2 separate regions of the Oryctolagus cuniculus genome follow, and region 2 is linked to region 1. The links are chromatin contacts, called in public Micro-C maps. All regions are on one chromosome and are shown on one strand. The core of a region is the stretch at or near the end of the contact, and the rest is flanking DNA. Distances in the headings are between cores, read along the strand shown. Region 1 has its middle 5.0 kb from the start of PDGFRA. Region 2 has its middle 75 kb from the start of LNX1.

Region 1 (7,058 bases), core at 1,318-3,817:
TGGAGCCAGGCACACCTGATGGACTTGTGTTTTAGGAGTCATGGTGCAAGCACAGTATTTCGGCAATAAGGTTGTCCAAGCTATGGTCATAGCCACACCTGTACTCCGTGATCGCCCGTGATACCCCCAGGATGCAGGCTCTGGGGGCCCAGCTTTCCACCCACCAGCAGGAGACCCCAGGGTACTCACTCTCAGGGACAGACAAGCAAGGCAGACCCAATGCCGATGACTGCGTGCTGTCCTATTGCCGTGGTTCTGTCTTTCCTTCTCCGTCATAGGGTCTCTCTTTTTCTTTCCCGAGATGGAAGTCTCCCCCTCACTGTCTCTCTTGCAGCGAGGTACAATTCAGGACAACTGGATGAAAGCCGAAGTTGTGACTGCCACTGCTGGGAAGGGTCCCTAAAAACTCAAGGACACAGGCTTCTCAGTTGGGTCTTTCTGCTGGGTGAAAAGCGGATGTGTGGCTGGAGCTTCAGCAGCTAGGATGGACCATGAGGCTCCCCCAAACAGGGAAATTAGGCAATGGAGCTCGCTTCATGAACCTGGTAAACCACCCCCTGTCTTCTTGAAAACATAGTAGAAATAAAATTCTGTCTTCAGTTGCTTATGTTGGAAGTCAAAAGAGATGGTGGCTAATTTCTTTATTTGAAAAAGAGAGAGTTTCCTTCTGCTGGTTCACTCCCTAGATGGCTGCAATGGCCGGGGCTGGGCCAGGCTGAAGCCAGGAGCCAGGGGCTCTATCCTGATCTTGCATGTGGGTGGCGGGGCCCAAGGACTTGGCCCCTCATCGGCTGCCTTCTCATTTGCAGGAGCAGAGAGCTGGGTGAGCAGCCATGCATTCGGGAGCTTCCTGCATTGCAAGCAGAGACTTAGCCCACTGCGCCCCAGTGCTGGCCCCGGCCCCTCTCCAGTGCCTCTCCCCCCTGGCTCCCCCTAGTCTCACAGTTCCCCTCTCCAGTGCCTCTCCCCCCTGGCTCCCCCTAGTCTCACAGTTCCGCCCCCAGAGCCTCAAGGTTCGCACTTACACCATGGCTTGATCTTCAGTGCAGACCCTTCTGTGTTTGGAGGTAATAAAACAATCTCTCCTGGAGTCAACCCACAGAGCCTAGACTGGCTTCCCCCAGGCTCCTGGCCAAGACACTCAGCTCTGGGAGGCCAGGCGATGGCTCCCTCTTTGGCTCAGGAAATGAACAAACTGGACAACGGTCCTTGCACACCTCGTGGCTGCAGGACAGCCGTGGCCCTCTGGCTGCTCAGCCTTGGCCTCCTCCCGCATCCCCGGATCTTTAATCATAGACGTTTTCCACACAGAGAGAATCTGAGTGGAGGGCGCCCTCGCAGTCCTAACCTAAGCGTGGCCCTCGGCTTTCCCCCACGGCCTGGCCTGGCTGACTCAGCTCCCAGGTCACCCCGCGCTGTGGGAAGCCATCAGTGGGTGCCCCAGCTGGTCTGGCGCTCAAATAAATCTCCCCTGTGGAGGCGCTGTTTGCAACTTTGTGCAGGGGCCAACATTGTGGCATAGTGAGTTAAACTGACACCTGCCACTCCGGCATCCCATACAGGAGCTGGTTCGAGTCCCGGTTGCTCCACTTCCGATCCAGCTCCCCACTAATGTGCCTGGGAAAGCAACGGAAGATGGCCCGAGTGCTTCGGGCTGTGCTCCCACGTGGGAGACCTGGATGGAGCTGCAGGCTCCTGGTTTCATCCCAGTCATTGTAGTCATCTGGGGAGTGAGCCAGAGGATGGAAGATCTCTCTCTCTCTCTCTCTCTCTCTCTTATAACTAAATAAATCTTTTTTAAAAAAGATGGTGTGGTGCAGTTCTGAGGGAAGAAGCAGTCTGGAGCTAGTAATTTGCAGCCTCGGAGAGAAGCGAATGCTTGGGGCAGTACAAAGACGGACGGCCCTTAAGTGTCCCGAAAGAACCGTCAGGATGTGACACGAAGCACAAAGCGATTGCACACACACGCAGCTACGCAGCGCCTGGCTCGCTCGCGGAGCCATCCCGCCCCCACCCCGCGCAATCTCCGTGCGGCTGGGACTCCGGGGTGGAGCCGTCTGGGGAGATAAGAGGCCTTCGTGCTGCCCGCCAGCTCCTGAGCTAATGTTTCCCAGGCCAACAATGACGAGGAGATTGCCTTTGATTAGGGCGCGTTTTCCGTGATCGCCCGGGACCCCCAGCCTCCTAGACTTTGCACTGCAAACTCAAGAACCAGCGGCCCTTGCGGACGCCCGCAAGGCGCTCCGCGGCCCGAGCTGCGCGTGCACTTGGCGAATGGCTCTGTTGCGCCGTGAGCGCATTTATGAATCGAATTCAGGGCTCCCTCCCTGGAGAAGCGGGCCCCTCGCTGGAGCTCTAGGTCGGCCGTGCTGAGGTTTTGCCCCACTAGAGGGCGCGAGAGGCCAGCTCTGCAATGGATGCCCGGAGCCAGCCAAGCCAAACCTTCCTTCCCAAATATTCTGGAGAGAGACCAGGTCGAAGGCCCAGCCGTCCCGGAGCCTCTCCAGCCCCCTCCAGACACTGGCGCTGTTCAGTGCAGCCCCCAAGGAGCCCGAGGTGACACTGAACGCCTCCCCCTCCTGTAGGTGCTGGGGGAGGGGAGGAGGCTGGGCCACAGCTGCCAGCGAGGCCAGTGAGCACCATCCAGGGCAGGCCAGGCCCTGGGCTGGGCAATCCGGGAATTCCAACTGGAAAGCCACACACTCAAAGCTGCGGGAAGCCTGGGACTGAGCACCTCACCCAACTGCAGAGGGGCGGTGGCGGCTGAGCTGCGTTGGGACCCAGCTGGCAACCACCAGCGGAGACGGGCTAGGGGAGCGCTCCTGGCCTTGAAGTCGCCGACACGAGTCCATCTTCCCCTGGGTGACTGCACACGTGCAGAGGCACGTATCCATTGTAGAAACACACGAGAGGAAATTAAAGACCTACGTCCATATGGCTCGAGAAAACCAGACACAACGGACTGTCGCACGCACAGAGCAGGAGTGACTGATAGAAGAGCCTAGATTCCTGGGGGGGGGGGGGCGCTTGAATTTCCCGGTGACAGAAGCAGCAGGGGGGTGGGCCGGCGCTGGCATCTGGGACTGCCAGCTCCGTGCGTGCCTGCGTGCCTGCAGACACCGGTCTCGGTGACCATTAGCAACTCCCAACACGCCCAGTGCTCAGCCCTCTGACCCCGTGCATCTCCAGGGCTGCGCTCACCCCGTGTGTTTGTTCAGCACGTGGGTGGAGTCCCTGAGTTGTCCTTGGGGCACTGCCGTATTTAAGAGCTTGCCTTCAGCATTCAAGAGAGCACGCCTGTGCCTGTATTTCCAAAAGAAAGGCTCAGGCTTCACACAGCACTCAGCCCTTATCTTATCCGCCCATCCCCAAAGCTACTGATAAGACCTGAGAAAGTGGAACAGAGTTTGGGCTGGAGGCTCCCGCCCTCCCCAGCTTCTGGGCTGGGGCTTGCGTCAGCGCTGAGCCTTGGAGCGCAGGGATCAGGACAAGTTCCATTCCCAAGAAGCACACGTAACACACGGCTCATCCTGCTGTCACCAGCAGCCGGCGGGCAAACACCAGCGGGATCTACCCTGCCCCTGAAGGGTGGCTGGGAGATGCATATTCCAATTATCCTGAGAATCTCAGAATCTGGGCTCGCGGTTGGCAGAAGCGGTCATTTCCTGGAGGTTCAGGTCTGCGATGCCGTTGTACAAGGCGCCGTGTTCCGGTGCCGCGCCTAGCCCTTCTGTGGCATTTCTGGATGCTCCAGCCTACCCGATGTTCCTTGCAGCAGCCAGGACACGGAGGCGGCAGCACCGAGAGCCCGGGCACCCCGTGGCCGAGGCCACCAACCCACCGAGGCCACGATGTACACTCCAGGAGGGAAGGCACGGACGCTGCTGGCTTCCAGCGTCATCTCACAGGCGCCAACATTCCCTGAGCCCTTGCAAGTGTCGGGAATAAAACATTTTCTCCTCTCTTGGCCAGCGGCTTGGGCATCCTGTCTGCATGGCAGGGTTCACACTGTGCCCATGCCTCTTAGGTCAAAGGGCAGATGGACATCTTCCATCGATGGGCAAGGCTGGGTGGGGACAGGTGGTGGGAAGAAACAGCAAGGGGGGAGGAGCGGAAGGCGTCTCCCAGGTGTTTAAAGTCTAGTCCCCGAAAAGCACAACCTCTGAACCGACACAGGTGCCAGTGACCTGGGCACTGTCTCAACCGGGAGGATTTTTGCCGTGTCCCGGAGGTCCCCCTGCAGCCCCGTCTGTCTGTCCACCCGGATCCCCTGACTTGCAGGTTTCCCAAGTCAAGAGCTGCCAACCCCCAAGCCATGTGCACCGCCCAGACCCCATCACCCTCCCTGCTGACCCACCAGGGCTGAGGACTTTGGGCACACCCACCTGGGGTCCACCCCAAACCCTGCCTCCTGCGGGTCCTCCTTCAGGCCCTGCCCAGAACCCCCCTCCCCAGCCAGGATGGGGCCATTCTCTCTCCTGAGGGTCCCCGGGCTCCCGTCTGAGTGTGTACTGCCCTTTGCCTCCTACTAAGTCCTGCTCTCCTGTCCACCTCTGTCCATGTCTCCTACTTATGTTCTTATAAGAACCTGGGCTGAGCCTATCTTGGGGTTCCCCTGAGCCCAGCAAGGGCTCCGATCCCCACACCCTAACGTGGGGAGTCCCCGTCCCCACAAAGTCAAGACCCACATGTTCTGAATCACGTTGCTTTTCTCCGGTTCCCCTGAGATCAGCCTGGCACGAGTGGACGCCCGCAAACTACAGGGCTGAGGCTCCCCTAGGCCCCTCCCTGGAAGGATTTTGCTGTGTCCTCCCTTTGCCCCAACCCCTGGATTCCTGCCAATGGTGAGCGTTGTTCATTCGCCTTTTTGGCCCACTCCTCTTAGACTCTGCTGTGTCCCCACCGAGCCTGGAGGGTCCTCCCACCTGGGAGCCTCTCCTGCACTGGGACCCTGCCCCACACAGCATGGAGCACTTTTAAAGTGCAAGCTCCCATTTTTCACGCAAGCGCTATATTTGTCCTGGACATATACTATACATACAAAAAGAACACAAACCACAGCGTATAACCCAGGGATCTCACATGAAGTACACACACTCGTGTGACACCCACAACATGGCCAGTAGTCCAGAAGCTCCTCAGCCCGACTCCAGGGCCACCCGTGTGTGGCCAGCACATAGACAATCGCTCTGTCTCTCCCTCTCTCTGTAACTCTGCCAGTCAAATAAATAAATAGATGTAAGCCGTCCACGTGGACAGCATGCTCTTCCATAGCTCTTACATTGGCCTTCATTTCCTAGTGGTCTTCAATGACTTCTCATTGAGTTGTTTTTTTAAAGATTTATTTTATGTATTTGAAAGAGCTAGAAGAGAGAGAGAGAGAGAGAGAGAGAGAGAGAGAGGTCTTCCATCCACTGTTTACTCCCCAAATGGCTGCAAAGGCCAGGGCTGGGCCAAACCAAAGCCAGGAGCCAGGAGCCGGGAGCTTTGGGCCATCCTCTGCTGCCTTCCCAGGGCCATTAGCAGAGAGCTGGAGCAGCAGTGGGCAGCCAGGACTCGAACTGATGCCCATGTAGTTTGCCAGCATTAACCCGCTGTGCCACAGCACCAGCCCCTTCTCCTGAGATCCCGGCACCTCCTACACACGGCCCTGTCTACCCCTCTGATGTCACCTCATACTGCTCTTTCAAGGCTGGCCTTTTCCTACACCTGCCACGGTCTTTCCTAGCTGGGTGTGTGTGCACTGCTTTCCCTCTGCAACCCTTCCCTCCGCCCCGCCCCCGCCCTGTCTGCCACCTCCTCCCCAGCACCCTCCACAGCCCCCAGGTCCCACGGGGTGGGGGTGGGGGACCTGGCTGCAGGGCCACCCCCTCCTGCTCACACCCCTCAGGGACTCACACAGTTCCTAGTTGCGGGTTTGTTTGTGATGAGGTGTGTGTGTGTGTGTGTGTGTGTGTGTCCCTTGGATCACAAGGAGCCCATGTGCTTCCCAAACAACTCCAGTACCTGTGCCTGGCATAACCTGGGCCCTCCTTAAACATGAAGGAGTCCAGTCCGTTTCAGACAGCCCAGAGCCATCTGTGTGCAGGGAGTGTCCAGGCAGGGCCAGAGCTGGGCTCCCCGCAGGTGAAGACAGACCCAGCTCCTGGAGCCAGGCTCGGGTGCTCCAGGAAACCACATTGGAAGAGAGCACTCGACAGCCCTTGGCGCCCGGCCAGGAAGCCTTGGAGTATCCTGCAGGAGAGAAGGGCCCTTCCCAAGGGAGCAGCTGAGGCCTAGGGAGCAGCTGGCTCTGGGGGAGAAGTTTGAGAATTAGCATCCAAACTGGGTCATCAGGTGCCTTTCAGGGCGTCTCCCTCTGCTGTGCCAACCCATCCCACTCTCTGCCTGCTCCATCCAGAGCAACCCCTAACAGCCCCCCCGGGGACGGACAGGCAGGCGGGGTGGGGGGAGGCAGAGGGGGCGGGGCAAGCATCCTCTGTTACCCCAGAGACTACAGACGGTGCCAATAAGTGCAGGAGCAGACTCACCGTCGTTTTCACAGACAAAGCCACCTTAACTTCCCAGATAACGGGAAGGCAGGTCTCCTGCGTGGCGTAGGCACTTAAAAGGTTTACTTTGGCTCCAGTGATCCTGCTGATCTAGCCACGCAAGTATGCTTTGCATCAGGGGCCACATGTTCTCATATATTTTAGCTCTGTACAAATATGCATGTCTGTAGCGCATTTGGTATCTTGAATTCAATAGACTTCTTTTATCGGGGAAAAGAGCTATTTAAAAACAAACAAGTTGGTGGCAGCTCCCATCCGCAAGCTCCTGAGGGTCTCTGCGTGTTCAGGATGCAGAGATGTACAGTAGGTCGCTGTGCTCTGGATCTCAAAGGGACAGGTAAGCAGCAGGGGTCTCCACAGCCGAGGTGGAGCCCAGAGGAGCTGGAAATGGGGAAGGGAGGAGGGGAGGGGTCAGGCAGAGCCACAGGACATGTTTCCTCTTTGGTTGATGCTACCTTTCCTGCCTTTCTTTTTATGACCGACTTCATGGATGGATGGACGGATGGA
Region 2 (6,777 bases), core at 3,329-5,828, 320 kb after region 1:
TACACCCCAGCCACCTCTTGTCCTGTCCTCTGGACCCCAGCTACCCCACCTGTAAGCAACAGCACACTAGCGTCTCGCAAGCAGGCTGCCAGTAGAGGATGCCCCACCCCCGCCTCCAGCCTCTGCTAGAGCCACCATGGGCCCAATACACAGGACAAGAATGGTCCTTTCCCATGTGCAGGGCAGCGCCCAGGCCCTGGGCTCCCCACAGAGCCCCTCCACGGCCTGGTGCCCAGGGCCAGTGCCTGCCTGCCCATCTGCTACCCAGGGATGAGGTCCCGGCGGTCCAGCTTCGGACTGGAGGCTGGCCACGCCCTTTCTATCCTGCAAGGACCACCTTGCTTCTCTTCCTGGGGTGGGACACGGATGACCTCTCCTGAGCCCCCTTTCCCCGCTGGGCCCACAGGACGTGCGGCATATCCCCAGGGGTCCCAGCCATTTGAGGGGTGTGGCATTTCCACGCTGTCCTCCTGGGACACAGTGTGTGTTGAAGATGGCAGCCACGTGGAGGCTCATCCCACAGCCGTGAGGCCTGGGACTTAGAACTCACCAGTGGGCCAGCGCCGCGGCTCACTAGGCTAATCCTCCACCTGTGGCGCCGGCACCCTGGGTTCTAGTCCCGGTTGGGGCACCGGATTCTGTCCCGGTTGCCCCTCTTCCAGTCCAGCTCTCTGCTGTGGCCCGGGAGTGCAGAGGAGGATGGCCCAAGTGCTTGGGCCTTGCACCTGCATGGGAGACCAGGAGAAGCACTTGGCTCCTGGCTTTGGATCAGTGCAGTGCGCTGGTCGTGGCGGCCATTTGGGGGGTGAACCAACGGAAGGAAGACCTTTCTCTCTGTCTCTCTCCCTCTCACTGTCTAGCTCTGCCTGTCAAAAAAAAAAAAAAAAAAAAAAAAAGAACTCACCAGCCATCGATGCCCTAAGAGGAGGGTCAGGTGGGGGAACGTGTGCCACCCAGAGGCAGCAAGACTCCGCGGCACCAGCCAAGCGGAGAGGCCTCGGGAGTAGCCAGCCTGCACCGGGCCTCGGCCTGCACCCCCAGGGCTGTGGGAGCACAGATGTCTTTGTGATGGCAGCGCAAGTGGCCTACAGGGGCGTGGTGAGGCCCCCCCGGGGACCAGGCCGCTTCCCAGGGGTGGCGCGGAGACAGTCACTGTGCCGGGCGTCCTGTCTCCGCCGCTGGCTCCTTTCAGGACCCACAGTCAAATTTGGTGACTTTTGCTCTCAGACAAATCGGTCCAAGCACACACACACACACACACACACACACAGTGTTCTGGCTTGATCATTTGCCACATATCATCATCGTCTTGGTGACAGAAGTTTATTCCATAAAGATCTTGATCCCACCAAGGGCTGCCCAGGACTTGAACTTGGCCCAGTCTCAGGGCACACAAGCAGCTGGTGGGTCAGGTGGCCACAAGCTCCAGACGCTTCTACAAGATTCTGCCCTCACTGCACCTCCTTCCTGGCCCTGTGGTTAAGGTGCAGGTCTCTGGACCCAGGGTCTACCGCCGGAGACCGTGAGCATTGCCCGCGTGGTGTGTGACTGCAGGAGCCGCGGCACCTCCCGTCTCCCTCAGCGTGCCCCTGCCAGGGCCTGTCTTCAGAGCCCGCAGCCCTGCCTAGCTGTGGCAAGCGTCACGTTGAGCCAAACCCAGGCTCTGCTGATGGAAGCGAGACGCACAACCTCGGGCAGCCCGCAAAGCCCAAGACGCTACTTTACAGCGCTCTGCCCTGGCTCGGGGCTTTGGATCGGCACAGATGGAGTTTCCAGAGCCCACACAGGACCACCTGCCTCGCCGAGGGCGGTTGTTTGGCCTTCAGCCTGGGAACCTTCTGGTCTAGCTCCCCCTACTGGGCAGTTGGTTACATGGCCACTAAAGGGTTAGGGCAGTGAGGAAGCCACAGCCTTGGATGCCTGGCGACTCAGCCCGCTGGGTCCCGCCGGTCCTCCCTGGGTGGCCCTCTGCCACCTCTTCGTGTCTCAGCTATCTGCCATCTAAGGAGAAAGAGGCAGAGCCCTGACCCGCCTTCTGAGGGCCACAGGGAAAATGGTTACAGCTTATTCTTCCAGGCACAGCCAGGTTCCCAAGGTCAGCCCGCAGGAAGCCGACGAGCCCGAGAAACTAGAGGGCAAGGCACTGTCTCAAGGACGTTTGCAAAGGGGGCCGCTCCAAAATAGAGACAGCAGGCAGCTGTCTGGGACGTCGGCGGGGGCCCAGGCGGGGCCAGGGCCGGTCCCAACCTCCGAGGGCAGCCCCCGACTCCCAGCCCAGGAGCCACCCTGCCCAGCTGCACAGAGGAAGCTCGAAAGAAGGCCCCCATTACTCTCAGGAGAGCCGGAACGCTGAGCCCACCCCTGCCGCCCAGCAGGGTCTCACAGAGCATCGGGGAGCCCTATAGATAGCCCTTCTCTCTCCAACACAGGGACCAGGCAAGTGGGGAAAAAGACGGGCTTGCGGACAACAGCCGGCTGTGCTGAGTCACTCTGGATGGCCCGGCCAGGGGGGTTTCCTAAGACGCCGCCTGCACTGGACTCGCCGGCCCCGCCCACACTGGACTCGCCGGCCCCGCCCGCAGCTGCACCTGCTCGCCACAGGAGGCGGCCCCTGGGCGGGACTTCCCCGAGGAGTGAGCCCCCAGTGTGGCGCTGAACCCCCTGCCCCAGCTCCTTCTCGAGACAGAAGTCGTTGTCCCCTGGGGAGGTGGTAGAGGCAGGGTGAGGGGCCAGGCGGGCAGGCGGAGGGGCCTTCCCGGGCTCCGGAAGCCCCCTGTGGAGCCACCACAGCCGGCTCGGGCCGTATCACTGCTCTCTCCCTGCCGTCCTCCCTCCCCCAGGGCAGTAGAAGGCCCAGTGCTGGGCTGGACACCCGGCTTGGGGCCCGGTACCCTGCCTCTCACACCCACAGAGCAACCACCGGCAAAATGCGAATGACACAGCACACAGCACACAGGTGCACCAGCGACAGAGCACACAGCACACACGTGTATAGAGACAGAGCACACAGCACACACGTGCAGGAGTGACAACCACACTGCACACATGTGTATAGAGAGAGCACACAGCACACATGTGCAGGAGTGACACAGTGCATACATGTAAGAGCACACAGCACATGTGTATATGGAGACAGAGCACACACATGCAGGAGTGACAAGCACACAGCACTCACAAGTATGGAGACAAAGCACACAGCACACATATGTAGGAGTGACAGCACATATATGTAAGAGTGACAGCACACAGCACACATGTATGGAGACAGAGCACACAGCACACATATGTAGGAGTGACAGCACATACATGTAAGAGTGACAGCACACAGCACACGTGTGTGGAGACAGAGCACACAGCACACATATGTAGGAGTGACAGCACATACATGTAAGAGTGACAGCACATGTGTATGGAGACAGAGCACACAGCACACGTGTACAGCCACAGAGCACACAGCACAGAGGGGAGTGGTTTTGGCTTGGGGGACACACGAGAGGCCTCAGTGAGCAGTGGGGGGCTGCGGTGACCCCACGGGGAACAGCCACGGGAGGTGGGCTCTGGACAGAGGGAGATCCTGGGAAGAGGAGCTCAGCCCCTCCCGTGTCCCCCCGCCAGGGCACGCGAGGCAGTGGCTGGCTCACAAGGTTAGCCCGGCCAGCTCAGTCTGGGCGTCTGGCTCCGCCTCCGCCCCACCGCGGCCAGCGAGCAGTTTTCCCGCCCTCGCTCACTTCTCTGTCCTGTGGAGATGATGACCGTGCCCTTCTCCCGGGCCGTGCACGAGCAGGAAGACACGCGCACCGCCTAGGGCGGCACCAAGCACGGGAGAACCCTGGAGCAAACACTCGCCCCTTGCAGGTGCTGCTGCTCTCGCTTCTCGGGGCCCTGGGCAGCTGCCCGCGGCCGGCAGGAAAGGGGACAGCACTGGTGGGTGTCTGCAGAAGAGGTGGAGCCCAGAGGGGCCCGGGCTGGGGCACAGACTGGGCCGCCGGACAGTGGTGGAAGTGGTTTTCTGCAGAGTGAAGGCTCTGGGGCAGAGCTGTGCGCTGGGAAGACTTAGGGCTCAGGGGAGAGTGGAGAGGGGGCCCCTCGCCCCCCAAGCCAGGGTGAACGGAAACCCCAGGGGCTCCCACCCTCACCTGGGAGGTGTGCACAGGGTCTCCTTCAAACTCCATCCTACCCCGAGGAGGACAAAGAGAGACAGAGAGAGAGCCGGACCCCTGGGACCGGCTGCTGACCCATGCGCCTGGCCCGGGGCCAGCTTCCTGCCTCCCCGGCGCGGGGACACTGGCTCCTTGGCCGGCAGCCACCTAAGGTCTCCAAGGGCGTCCTGAGTCTGAACTGCCCGGGAAAGCAAACAAGCCCCGCGGGCCGGTCCCCGTGGCTCGGCCCCCTGGGACCCCGTGGAGTGGCGTCCACACACGCCCGCGGCCACCCAGAGCGGCGCACACTTGGGGTGCGGGGAAGCCGGGGGCTGTTTTCGGCCGGAGTCAAAGGCGGTTTTGTTTGTGTAACATCTGCTGCAGGCCCTCCGGGTGTCCAGGCCGCCACTGCTGCGAGGGAGCGGCCGGGGCTTCCTGTTGCTCTTGGCTCCCGCCGCAGTGCTCTGGCCGGCCCTCGCCGGGCCCCGCAGCCGCCCGCCGCAGCTCCCTTCCTGGCCGCGGCGGGCAGTGAGCAGCAGCACGGGCAGACGATGCCTCCAGCGCCGTGCTCACAGCTGCCCTGCCGACCCGGGGTCCCGGCCGCTCCGGGGCGTCTGTTCTTTGGTCACAGCCCTGGCGGCCGGGCGGCCGCACAGTCGGGTGTAGCCTGGTGGGCATGGGGCAGCTCGGAAGCCCAAGAGCCCAGGCCTGGACTCCACACGGGCATCGGCAGCTGGTGACCCCGGGCCAGCTGCGAGTCCCTAAGTTAACAGTCGATAAACACGGGGGGTGCGGGGACCAATCCTCCCTGCTACTTTCCCTCCTGCCAGGCGCAGCAGACGGGCGAAGACGATGGTGCCATGCTTTCCAAACACATTCCTTGCGGGGGGGGGGGCAGCCTCTCTTTCTTTTTTCTTTTAAAGATTTGTTTATTTATTTGAAAGAGTTGCAGAGAGAGAGAGAGAGAGAAAGGAGAGGTTTTCCATCTGCTGGGTCACTCTCTAGATGGCCACAATGGCCAGAGCTGGGCCAGGCTGAAGCCAGGAGTCAGGAGCTTCACCTGGGTCTCCCACACAGGTGCAGGGGCCCAAGGACTTGGGCCGTCTTCCACTGCTTTCCCAGGCCACAGCAGAGAGCTGGGTCGGAAGTGGAGCAGCAAGGACTTGAACTGGCGCCCATATGGGATGCCGGCACTGCAGGCAGTGGCTTTACCCACTATGCCACAGCACTGGTTCCAGGACAGCGTTTCTTAAGTTTAAGTAGAGTTTACGTACAGAAAAATATACAAGTCTCAAATGGACCGTGTGATCAATTTGTTTTTCTATGAATTCACCCTTTTAACTACTCTGATCAAGATGAGGCTACTTCGAAAGCTTTGTCCCAAGTGCTACGGCACTCGGGTGCCTGCACCCACATCAGAGTGCTGGTTTGAGCTCTGGTTGCTCCACTTCCCATCCAGCTCCCTGCTAATGCACCTCGGAAGGCAGCAGAGGGTGGCCAGAGTCCTTGGGCCCCTGCCACCTACATGGGAGACCCGGATGGAGTTCCTGGCTCCTGGCTTCAGCCTGGCCCCACCCTGGCTGTTGCAGCGGCCATTTGGGGAGAGAACCAGCAGATGGAAGATTCTCTCTCTCTTTCTGCCTTTCAAATAAATAATCTTTTTTAAAAAAAACTTGTAGAAAATGGAATTGAAGAAGTTCATTGTATCGCAAAACAATTGTGAAATCCATGCATATGAAAGTCTTTAAAAAGTTCATTAAAATGCGCCAAAACAGAGTTATCTTTTAGTTCCATTTCCCAAGAATTTCTTGAGGTGCCCTGATGCTGAGTATCACTTTTTTTTTTTTTTTGACAGGCAGAGTGGACAGTGAGAGAGACAGAGAGAAAGGTCTTCCTTTTGCCGTTGGTTCACCCTCCAATGGCCGCCGCACCGCGCTGATCCGATGGCAGGAGCCAGGAGCCAGGTGCCTCTCCTGGTCTCCCATGGGGTGCAGGGCCCAAGCACCTGGGCCATCCTCCACTGCACTCCCTGGCCACAGCAGAGAGCTGGCCTGGAAGAGGGGCAACCGGGACAGAATCCGGCGCCCCGACCGGGACTAGAACCCGGTGTGCCAGCGCCGCAAGGCGGAGGATTAGCCTAGTGAGCCGCGGCGCCGGCCCGAGTATCACTTTTATGGGAGAAGTCCCCTTGTCTCCTTTCCCGCTCAGTAGCCCCCTCCCCCCACTCTGCCAGGGGCAGCCACGACAAGCCACCAGAGGCTGGGCCAGCCGAGCCGCAACAGCTCCCGAAGGCCAGGCTGGCACTGGTGAGGGCTCTCCGCCGGCCTCCTGGCTGCCATCGCTCAGGCCCGTTTGTGCACAGGGAGAGGGAGACAGCGCCCCCTGGTGTGTATTTTAAAAGGACACTAATCCCATTGGATCCGAGTCCTGATTGATGGCCTCGCTTGATTCCTTCCACGCAGTGCCCACCAGCAGGTCCAGGAACGGCGTGGCTACAACTTCAGGACGTGGATTTGGGGGCCCACAGCGCAGGCTGCAGCACCCCCACAGTGCCCTCCTCCACAGCTCCCACGTGGTAGCTACTCCTTCACGTAGGACAACTCAACCCCAGTGGCCACTAGCCAACCGTGGGTAGAAA

The links. A called contact is a pair of places that touch in the nucleus more often than the background predicts.
Region 2: a Micro-C map of ear pinna shows a contact between it and region 1, with 5 times the contacts expected there. The contact joins two enhancer-like sites. A contact is called at or near these places in 2 of 6 Hi-C or Micro-C datasets (ear pinna and an unstated tissue).

The regions. Positions count from the first base shown.
Region 1 is chr8:109,936,599-109,943,656 of mOryCun1.1, forward strand. No RefSeq gene overlaps it. Among named protein-coding and RNA genes, the nearest start is that of PDGFRA, 5.0 kb to the left of the region's middle. Within about 2 kb of position 2,568, at least 2 of the 8 cell types and tissues checked have an H3K27ac peak or open chromatin away from gene starts, as enhancers often do. A contact at or near this core is called in ear pinna, where this site is marked.
Region 2 is chr8:110,254,268-110,261,044 of mOryCun1.1, forward strand. No RefSeq gene overlaps it. Among named protein-coding and RNA genes, the nearest start is that of LNX1, 75 kb to the right of the region's middle. Within about 2 kb of position 4,579, at least 4 of the 8 cell types and tissues checked have an H3K27ac peak or open chromatin away from gene starts, as enhancers often do. A contact at or near this core is called in ear pinna, where this site is marked.